2 separate regions of the Mus musculus genome follow, and region 2 is linked to region 1. A link is a contact called in public HiChIP or PLAC-seq data. All regions are on one chromosome and are shown on one strand. The core of a region is the stretch at or near the end of the contact, and the rest is flanking DNA. Distances in the headings are between cores, read along the strand shown. Region 1 overlaps Rnf169 (ring finger protein 169). Region 2 holds the start of Kcne3 (potassium voltage-gated channel, Isk-related subfamily, gene 3).

Region 1 (4,470 bases), core at 579-3,078:
ACGTGTAAAAGACATAATAATATCAGGTTCAGACACTTGTTCTGCCCATGAAATGAAATTATTTAGAAATGGCAAAGCTTTGCTTTGTTCCCATCTCATCTATCAAATACGAGTCAAGAAAATGGCCAACCTATCTCACAGGCAATTAGACCACAATTATTATTATTATCTAGCCTATATCTTACTATGCCTCTAACTTTGAAATCAAAAGACAAGAGTAGGGTGTTATCGTATATTGACTAACATTAGGACTGACATAAATCATCTGAGTATTGGGTTAGAATAATGGGTTGTTTTCTATGTGTCTTTTTTTTAAATTAGGTTATTTTCCTCATTTACATTTCCAATGCTATCCCAAAAGTCCCCCATACCCCCCCCCACTCCCCTACCCACCCACTCCCACTTTTTGGCCCTGGGATTCCCCTGTACTGGGGCATATAAAGTTTGCAAGTCCAATGGGCCTCTCTTTCCAGTGATGGCCGACTAGGCCATCTTTTGATACATATGCAGCTAGAGTCAAGAGCTCCGGGGTACTGGTTAGTTCATATTGTTGTTCCACCTATAGGGTTGCAGATCCCTTTAGCTCCTTGGGTACTTTCTCTAGCTCCTCCATTGGGGGCCCTGTGATCCATCCAATAGCTGACTGTGAGCATCCACTTCTGTGTTTGCTAGGCCCCGGCACAGTCTCACAAGAGAGAGCTCTATCTGGGTCCTTTCAGCAAAATCTTGCTAGTGTGTGCAATGGTGTCATCATTTGGAAGCCAATTATGGGATGGATCCCCGGATATGGCAGTCTCTAGATGGTCCATCCTTTCGTCACAGCTCCAAACTTTGTCTCTGTAACTCCTCCCATGGGTGTTTTGTTCCCAATTCTAAGAAGGGGCAAAGTGTCCACACTTTGGTCTTCGTTCTTCTTGAGTTTCATGCGTTTAGCAAATTGTACCTTATATCTTGGGTATCCTAAGTTTCTGGGCTAATATCCACTTATCAGTGAGTATATATTGTGTGAGTTCCTTTGTGATTGGGTTACCTCACTCAGGTCTATGTGTCTTAATTAAGGTTTCTATTCCTGCACAAACATCATGACCAAGAAGCAAGTTGGGGAGGAAAGGGTTTATTCAGCTTACACTTCTACATCGCTGTTCATCACCAAAGGAAGACAGGACTGGAACTCAAGCAGGTCAGGAAGCAGGAGCTGATGCAGAGGCCATGGAGGAATGTTCCTTACTGGTTTGCTTCCCCTGGCTTGCTCAGCTTGCTTTCTTATAGAACCCAAGACTACCAGCCCAGGGATGGCACCACCCACAAGGAGACCTCCCCACTTGATCACTGAGAAAATGCCTTACAGTTGGATCTCATGGAGGCATTTCCTCACCTGAAGCTCCTTTCTCTGTGATAACTCCAGCTGTGTAAAGCTGACAGAAAACTAGCCAGTGCATCTGTGATCCACATCCCTCTGCTGAGACACACTGTCCACATCCCTCCTCTGCTGAGACACACTCTACTCTGTCCACATCCCTCTGCTGAGACACACTCTGTCCACATCCCTCTGCTGAGACACACTCTGTCCACATCCCTCCTGTGCTGAGACACACTCTGTCCACATCCCTCCTGTGCTGAGACACACTCTGTCCACATCCCTCCTGTGCTGAGACACACTCTGTCCACATCCCTCCTGTGCTGAGACACACTCTGTCCACATCCCTCCTGTGCTGAGACACACTCTGTCCACATCCCTCCTCTGCTGAGACACACTCTGTCCACATCCCTCCTCTGCTGAGACACACTCTGTCCACATCCCTCCTCTGCTGAGACACACTCTGTCCACATCCCTTGCTGAGACACACTCTGTCCTTATTTGAGTGATGTCACTTGTGCCTTACAGTGGCCTAAGTGACTTCTAAGTTATCTTAGGGCCAGGCAATCCTGATGCCCACAGGCGTTCATTATGTTTACCTCTGTCACTCTTTACCCTAAATCTCGGGCACTATCTAAGTCAACAGTACTCATCTATGTGAGAGAAGCCAGACGTACTTTATAAAGAATATCAATGTAAACATGTCTTAAGCTCTATTAAACTCATGGGACTGAGTTGTTATCAGAAAACTGTTTCCAAAATCATGCTGTGCTTAATTAAATATGGCTAAAATCAACCAAGTGGTGTCAGACTCTCCAAGTTTGGCCCAGTACAAATCAGGCTGAACTGAGTTTCAGTCTTCTCTCACCTGGATCATTTCCCTGCCAGCTAGAAAGCAAGCCTGTGGGGAATCCCCACAAAGGATAATGTTTTCTTAAAAACTAATCTACCTCACAGGAAAGCATACCATAACTGCAAGTAGTATTAGTGTTAGCAGCCAATGAGCAATCCTTACAATAGGCCTCCTGTGCGGCATGTACCTGCAACCCTAGTACTCAGGAAACTGAAAGAGAAGGATCTTTGTAAATTCCAACCCACCCCAGATACATAGCCTAGGCTCAGCCTGGGCTATGCAGTAGGATGCTATCTCAAAAATATAAAATAAAATCTTTACAATAAAGACATGTAACAGTTAATGAGCTCACAATATATACTAAATATCACATACATACAAACCACACACTGCGATCTGTCATTATGAAGGATTGCCTATCAACTTAGCCTTTGCCTGATCCCTTCAACTAGGATTTAAGATAGGGCTCCTATCCTCCCTGACTTACCAGTAAGAATGATTTACTGCACCTAACTGATTCTAGAACTACCTGCTTATCTGCTATGAATATGAAGTCTTGGCACACGCACAGCAGAAAGGGTATGTGATCAACTCTAGGCACTAGGTCTCCAGCAAGGTTCTCTGGTGACAACATGTACACAGTGTTCTTCTTTCTTTGCTGGGGGAGTAATACACATCTTGCATGCCTCCACTCAGGGAAAACTCTGGAAGCCTGAACCTAACTTCCTCCAGACTTTGTTCCACAAAATGTTTCCTCAGTATTATTTTTTTATTTTGCTCAGTATTATTTCAATGTCCTAGATCACAGCTATGAGTTCAACTATCTGCTGAGTCCTGTAAGTGCTCCTATTGCGTGTGGGTGGTGATTGGGTACAGACAGACAGACACAGACAACAGACACACAGATGCACATGCACACGTGCACACACATTGTGCAGCACAAGCTAACCTCAAGATCTTCCTGCCTCAGACTTCTGAATGCTGATATTACAAATATGCACTACTAAATGCCTAGCTTTAAAAATTCTTTGTCTCAGTTTGTATCTGAGAAATGACAGCAATAAGCACATCTATAGTTGATTCAGCATCAACTTTTTTTGTTTGGTTGGTTTTGGTTTTGGTTTTTCGAGACAGGGTTTCGTTGTGTAGCCCTGGCTGTCCTGGAACTCACTCTGTAGACCAGGCTGACCTTGAACTCAGAAATCCGCCTGTCTCTGCCTCTGCCTCCCGAGTGCTGGGATCAAAGGCGTGCGCCACCATGCCCAGCTCAGCATCAACTTTTAATTCACTCTTATTTCCTAGTCTATATTCTTCTGAAGTCTGTAAAATTCCACTACAGTTCAATCTTACAGGTAAAATGCTATTTGGCTTAGCATAGTTATAACATCAAAGTCACAGTTCTGAAACTCTGAAGTGCGGCACTTCAATCTGCCTGGATGAGTGTGAAGAAAACAGACCAAGCAAAGGCCAGAAATGAAAGCTCCCCTTCCCACTTCTGACCGTATGTTTATTAGCTGACAGGAGGTGGGTGCTTGCCACTGTGTGCATCGAGGTTAACGAACAGCCTGGGCAGTCAGCACTCTTTCCTCCACAAGGGCCACGGGCGTTGAACTCAGGTGGCCAGGGCTCACAGTATGCATCTGGCCTGCTGAGCCCTCTTGTTGGCCCAAAAGCTCCTCTTTCAAATCAATCTTTCACAGCTGAATAGTGTAGCAGACACTTAACATTATCAGTGGGTAGAACCATTTGGCTCCATGATTTGTAAGATAGTTTGTATCTGCTGATGTGGGATTTTACTTAATTTTCCCTCACTTCCCTAACCTTCTTAGGATTATATGTCAGCTTCCTCTACCCCAAAAGAGGAACTTGAGGTTGAAATGCCAGCAACGCTATCATAAGCAGAGGAACAAGATGTCCAGGCCAACAGGAAAAGCAACACAGCCCTTCCTTGTTCAGAGCAGTTAGTTTAAAGAAAAAAAAAATCTACCAATCCCATGGGGCCTTGTAGCTTCGTTGGTTAAAAGTGCCTATCTAGGAAAACATCAACCAACTGTTCAATGATTCCCAAATGTCTTAGTAACACAAGAAATGCTCACACTTCCCTCCCTTGCAGAAAGTGCTAGACGTGGCTCTGGATGCATGAGAGCACAGAATATCCCCATTCATAGAGGAATCCAGGCTGACAGAATTTCCTGATGCCTGCCCTCTGACTCTGCATATCAGGAAGAGAAACTCCCAAGGAACAAGGAAGGTGCCTTAA
Region 2 (4,470 bases), core at 1,404-3,903, 220 kb after region 1:
ATATCTCTAGGTTGAGTCTCTTCCCCTAGCCCAAGTCAGCACATCCCAGTCTCCATCTCCACTCCTCCCCTTCACACTCCCCATCTTAGTTCCTCAGGGACACTCTGCCCCCTTTCTTCTCAAAGGAGCAATGCCTTTACTGCACACATCCCCACTGCCTGGTGCACACATCATTCTGTCCAGCCTCATTGGAAGCCTGCAAAGCCCAGCTGGGGGACATGAGGCCACCCAGAGCCCAGCTGGGGGACATGAAGCCACCCAGAGCCCAGCTGGAGGATATGAGACCACCCAGACCATTTTCCAATGGCTCCTTGGTCAGTTGCCCTCTCTAAAGGAAAGATTAGGTTAATGGTTCATGTTCCCAGTGGGAGCAGAGACTGAAGGGCAGAAGGAGGCAGTTGAGATGTGAAGATAGATGTCCTGACAACAGGGGCCACTTCCTGTTTTTGAGACAATGAGCTTCCACCATGTCATTGGTGAAGCTGGACAGCCTTGTGGCAACGTGAACTACAGAGGATTCGCCTGGAGGGGAACTGACCAGAGAGCTGTAAGTCCTTCTTGCTTAGGTTCTGTGCCGAATGATTCTAGAACTCTAAGGTGGTATGAATCAGAGTTTCTGATTCTAAAGCATTATTGGAACAGATCGTCTGTGTCCTCAGAGCACTCCTGACAGGGACAGTTGTTGCTCCCCTATGTCAAGAATGCAAAGTTCTTCCCAAACTAGGAAAAGAGGGAGGACCTTGACTGAACCAAGGCAAGTCTCTCTCTCTCTCTCTCTCTCTCTCTCAGGTTTTTCTATATAGCCTTGCCTGTCCTGGAACTCCCTCTGTAGAACAGGTTGGTCTTGAACTCAGAGATCTGCCTACTTCTGCCTCCTGAGTGGGTCACCACCACCTGACAAGGCTAGTTTTAATTTTTTTTCAGATTTAATTGTTTTATTTAATGTCTATGATTATTTTGCCCAGCTGTATGGCCTATTACCCCACATGTGTGCCTGCTACCAGTGGAGGTCAGGAGAGGGCATTAGATCCCCTAAAACTGGAGTCACAGATGGTTGTGAGATCCTAGATGGGTACTGGAAACCTAACAGGGTCCCCCGCAAACGCAGCAGGTGCTCTTAGCTGCTGAACCATCACTCTACCCCTGTTGAGTTTTGTCATTGTTCTTGTTTGTTGTGTGCCTAGGAGTTTTGTCAGGGGGAGGCAGGGCACATCTTTAATCCCAGTGCTGAGCAGGCAGAGGTAGGCAGAGCTCTGGGAGTTTGAGGCTAGCTGGGTCTACAGAGTGAGTTTCAGAACAGCCAGGGCTATACAGAGAAACCCTGTCTCAAAAATCACATAAACAAACAAAGAAAAAAAGAAAAGAGAAACGAGATTCCCAGTCTCCCAATGGTGCTTAAGACTGGCCTTGAGGGCACCTGGCATGTAAGCGGTGCACAGACATCTACAGAGGCAAAACTCTGAATGCTGATTTCTGGGCCCCACTCTGGGTCTTTTGAATCCAAACCTCCCAGGAGGAGCCCACCGCCCTCGGTGTGCAGACTGGAGCAGCGCATACTGGGGTAATCGGGATGACGGCTCTCAGAGGTGGTGTCCAGCTTAGGGAGGAACGGCTGGATAGAAACCTGCCACACAGAAACAACACAACAAGGATGTGTTCTGAAGGAGATTAGCAATTATGCACAAAAAGCCCACCACGTGGCAATCTTGTTTTTCCCTAAGCACGTATTAGGTAATCATATCCTAATATTCTGTGATGGAAATTACTCACCTTGGAAATACTGCAGTAGATCTTTGCGAGAATTGTGAGGGAGCTCATCTGAGTGTGTTCGTTGTGTGACCTCCGCTAGTGAAGAGAGCTTGGATAAGTGGTTGCTACAGAGTCCCTGAGAGGCAGATCCCTATTTCTGTCATCAACAGGAAAATGACACTTATCAGCGTCTCTTCTATATCAACAGAAACAATTTTTAATATCATCAGAAACAATTTGGATGTGGACCCAGTGGCTGGAAAACAAGTGTTCTGGGACAGACACCAGTTAAGAAGTGAGTGGATACAAGTTGAGACCGGGCATGTGACACAGACTACTGAGGGGGGAGATGCCTGCTAGAGTACGTGGATTCTGAGACCAAGCTCTGACCGAGCTCTGCGCTGACTTGCTTGCTGAGTGTAGAATCACCTCCCCAATTTGGGCGTCTGCAAACTGAAAACAGGGTATGTCTTAGAATCAGATGTTTTCTTTGGCTATTCCGGTTTTAGTATTTTGGATTCTGAAAACACTTCTAATCTTACCGTAACCCTGTGAAGAGCGAGTGCAGGAATGGTGGTACCCATAGACAGGAAACCAAGGCCCCAGAGAGGAGCTGCCCAGTGCCACACAGCTACACAGGTACCAAGCCCGACTCCACCAAAACCTAGCGCTTGGTCTGGGTGTTTGGAAATCAGCTTTTCGCTAGGTTGGCTGAGACTTAAAGGAGACACAGACGAGAAAAATTCTGTCTGGGATCCAGGAAGCAGGTGGTTCCCCGCAACCGCACCCGGTTAAGGCTAAGGAGCTGGGCGGAGGCGCCCCAAGACAGCCAACGCTGAAGCTGGAGTGCTAAGGCAGGGCGGGGCCAGAGGAGGGACACCCTGGGAAGGAAAAGGGAGCCAGAGCCAGTAGGCGTGCAGAGATCTGAGAGCACTGAGCGCATCTGGGCATTATTGCAGTGTTCACCGGAGACAGATCGTAGAGGCGGGTAAGGCGCTACAGGGTTGGAAAAGCTATCCATAGTCCGGGCAAGACGTGCAGGGTTTCGGTGTTTTCCTTCAGAGGGGGGACCCGACGTGGGGTGCTGCTAAAACACAGAGTGGATCTTCCTTAGTGAGAAAAGCAGGTATTCCCAGGAACTATAGGGATTAGAGAGTTTCGCTGCGCATGGAAAGTCGTGTGTGGTCCGAAGGCGCTCTCCCAGGCTTTCCTCCAGGCAGCAAAGGCTCCTCCTCTCCTACCGATAAGAGGACACTCACAGGTCTGCAGCGGGACACTCACGGAAATAACATTCCAGGAGTCAGTCTTGCTCTACCAAAGCTGCGGGCTCTGCAGAACTGCCCTACCCATTCTACTCCACTGTGACCAGCCCTCGGCGATCAGATCCTCCGAAATCCCGGGACGGGCTGAAGCATCTTCCGCTGTTAGTAGCAATTCTAGGTTGAAAGTCAGGAGTCTTGGGTTCTAGTTTTCAGGTAGTGTAAATTGATGCAGGTCAACCATGGCTTTGTGCCTTATGCTTTCTTAGGTCACCTCCTGTAAAATGGGTCTCCTGCTCCAGTTGCCCCCATGTAATCCAATTAGGGCAAAGGGGAATGTTTGGGAGGTGTCTCAGCCAGTGTGTTAGAGCCCCGGGAAGCAAAGTCCTAATCTCTGCCTCCTTCTCTTTATTAATTTGCATGGGAGGAAACTGAGGACCCAGGATAATCTTATCACCAGGGACCATATTGAATTAGAACCAGTGTTTCCTCACTCCTAGCCCAGGACTCTTATTTCACGTACAGATATCGAATAAACTCATTCTCTCTGGCTCCAGCCACTCTGTAAATTGCAAATGGAGGGGTGCGATAACTGGAGGCATTAAAAACTGCCTTTAAAGTCTGTTGACTCCCGGAAGATGAAAACCGACTAGCAACTTTCTTCAGTTCAAATTCCTCAGGGCATGTTTTCTATCTGTAACGCAGGGGAGCTTGAAGTACCTTCTAAGAGGGAGGCAGGCAAGACCAAGAACCTCCATCCTATGCTTGGCTACACAGACTGGCCAAGTAGGGGCAGGGAAGGCACTTGTAAATGGCAAGGACCTGCAGGATTCATCAGAAAGGGTGGGACACAAAGGAGGTGGGCGACCCTTGGTGGCTGTGGGCTGTGAGAGGGCACAGCAGAAGGTAGGCACTTGGGATGACTGCTCTCAGAGGTGAGCTGAGCCATGGATGGCTATGGGAACAATGTGAGCAGGGTTCCCAGTAACTTTCTCATGCCTGCTCCGCCTATTGTCTCCCCCAGTTCTCACGAGGTGAGCTGGGCACTGGTAATTACCTCCGTCTTACAGATATGGTTCAGAGGAAAAGCATTCAAGGTCACATAGGCAGAACTAGGATCATGAAAGGTACTCTTGAAAGGCGAGATCACAGGCTGAGACTTGGGCTATCTGTGTGCCTTCTGTGGGTGTGGATGGCCACACCTTTGGTAGGTACACAGGGAAGAGCATTGCAAAACCATTTACCGTTCTCTGGGGGCCAAGAATGTTTGCCCTTTGGATAAACGGGCTCAGATCAGATGTGGGAAGTGTCTGGGTTTCCAAAGGAGACTCAGAATTTCCCTCTCTTGCCCCATGCCACCTGCTCAAGGGGCCTCCCCTCTATCTAAGGCAGCTTATCTTGGGGTAACTGGGAGTCTTTTCTACTTTGGTTTTCTATTAAAACATTGAAAGCTGATTCCATG

What was found. HiChIP or PLAC-seq counts read pairs in DNA pulled down with a chosen protein or histone mark.
Region 2: a contact with region 1 is called in an H3K27ac HiChIP or PLAC-seq map of microglia, with 5 times the contacts expected there. The contact joins the promoter of Kcne3 here to the enhancer-like site in region 1. A contact is called at or near these places in 2 of 115 datasets of contacts at active chromatin or transcription factors (bone marrow-derived macrophages and microglia) and 1 of 9 other capture datasets (adipose tissue).

The regions. Positions count from the first base shown.
Region 1 is chr7:99,958,948-99,963,417 of GRCm38.p6, forward strand. The region is part of intron 1 of Rnf169 (ring finger protein 169); the gene reads right to left. Among named protein-coding and RNA genes, the nearest start is that of Rnf169, 19 kb to the right of the region's middle. Within about 2 kb of position 1,829, at least 26 of the 459 cell types and tissues checked have an H3K27ac peak or open chromatin away from gene starts, as enhancers often do. A contact at or near this core is called in adipose tissue and microglia, where this site is marked.
Region 2 is chr7:100,176,030-100,180,499 of GRCm38.p6, forward strand. Kcne3 (potassium voltage-gated channel, Isk-related subfamily, gene 3) reads left to right here and starts at 2,654. Exons shown (of 4, transcript NM_001360467.1): 1 at 2,654-2,737. It overlaps Gm51453 (a long non-coding RNA gene), which reads right to left and starts at 2,662. Exons shown (of 3, transcript XR_003946660.1): 1 at 2,292-2,662; 2 at 1,771-2,202; 3 at 1,355-1,624. It overlaps Gm34821 (predicted gene, 34821), which reads right to left and starts at 641. Exons shown (of 4, transcript NR_169134.1): 1 at 539-641.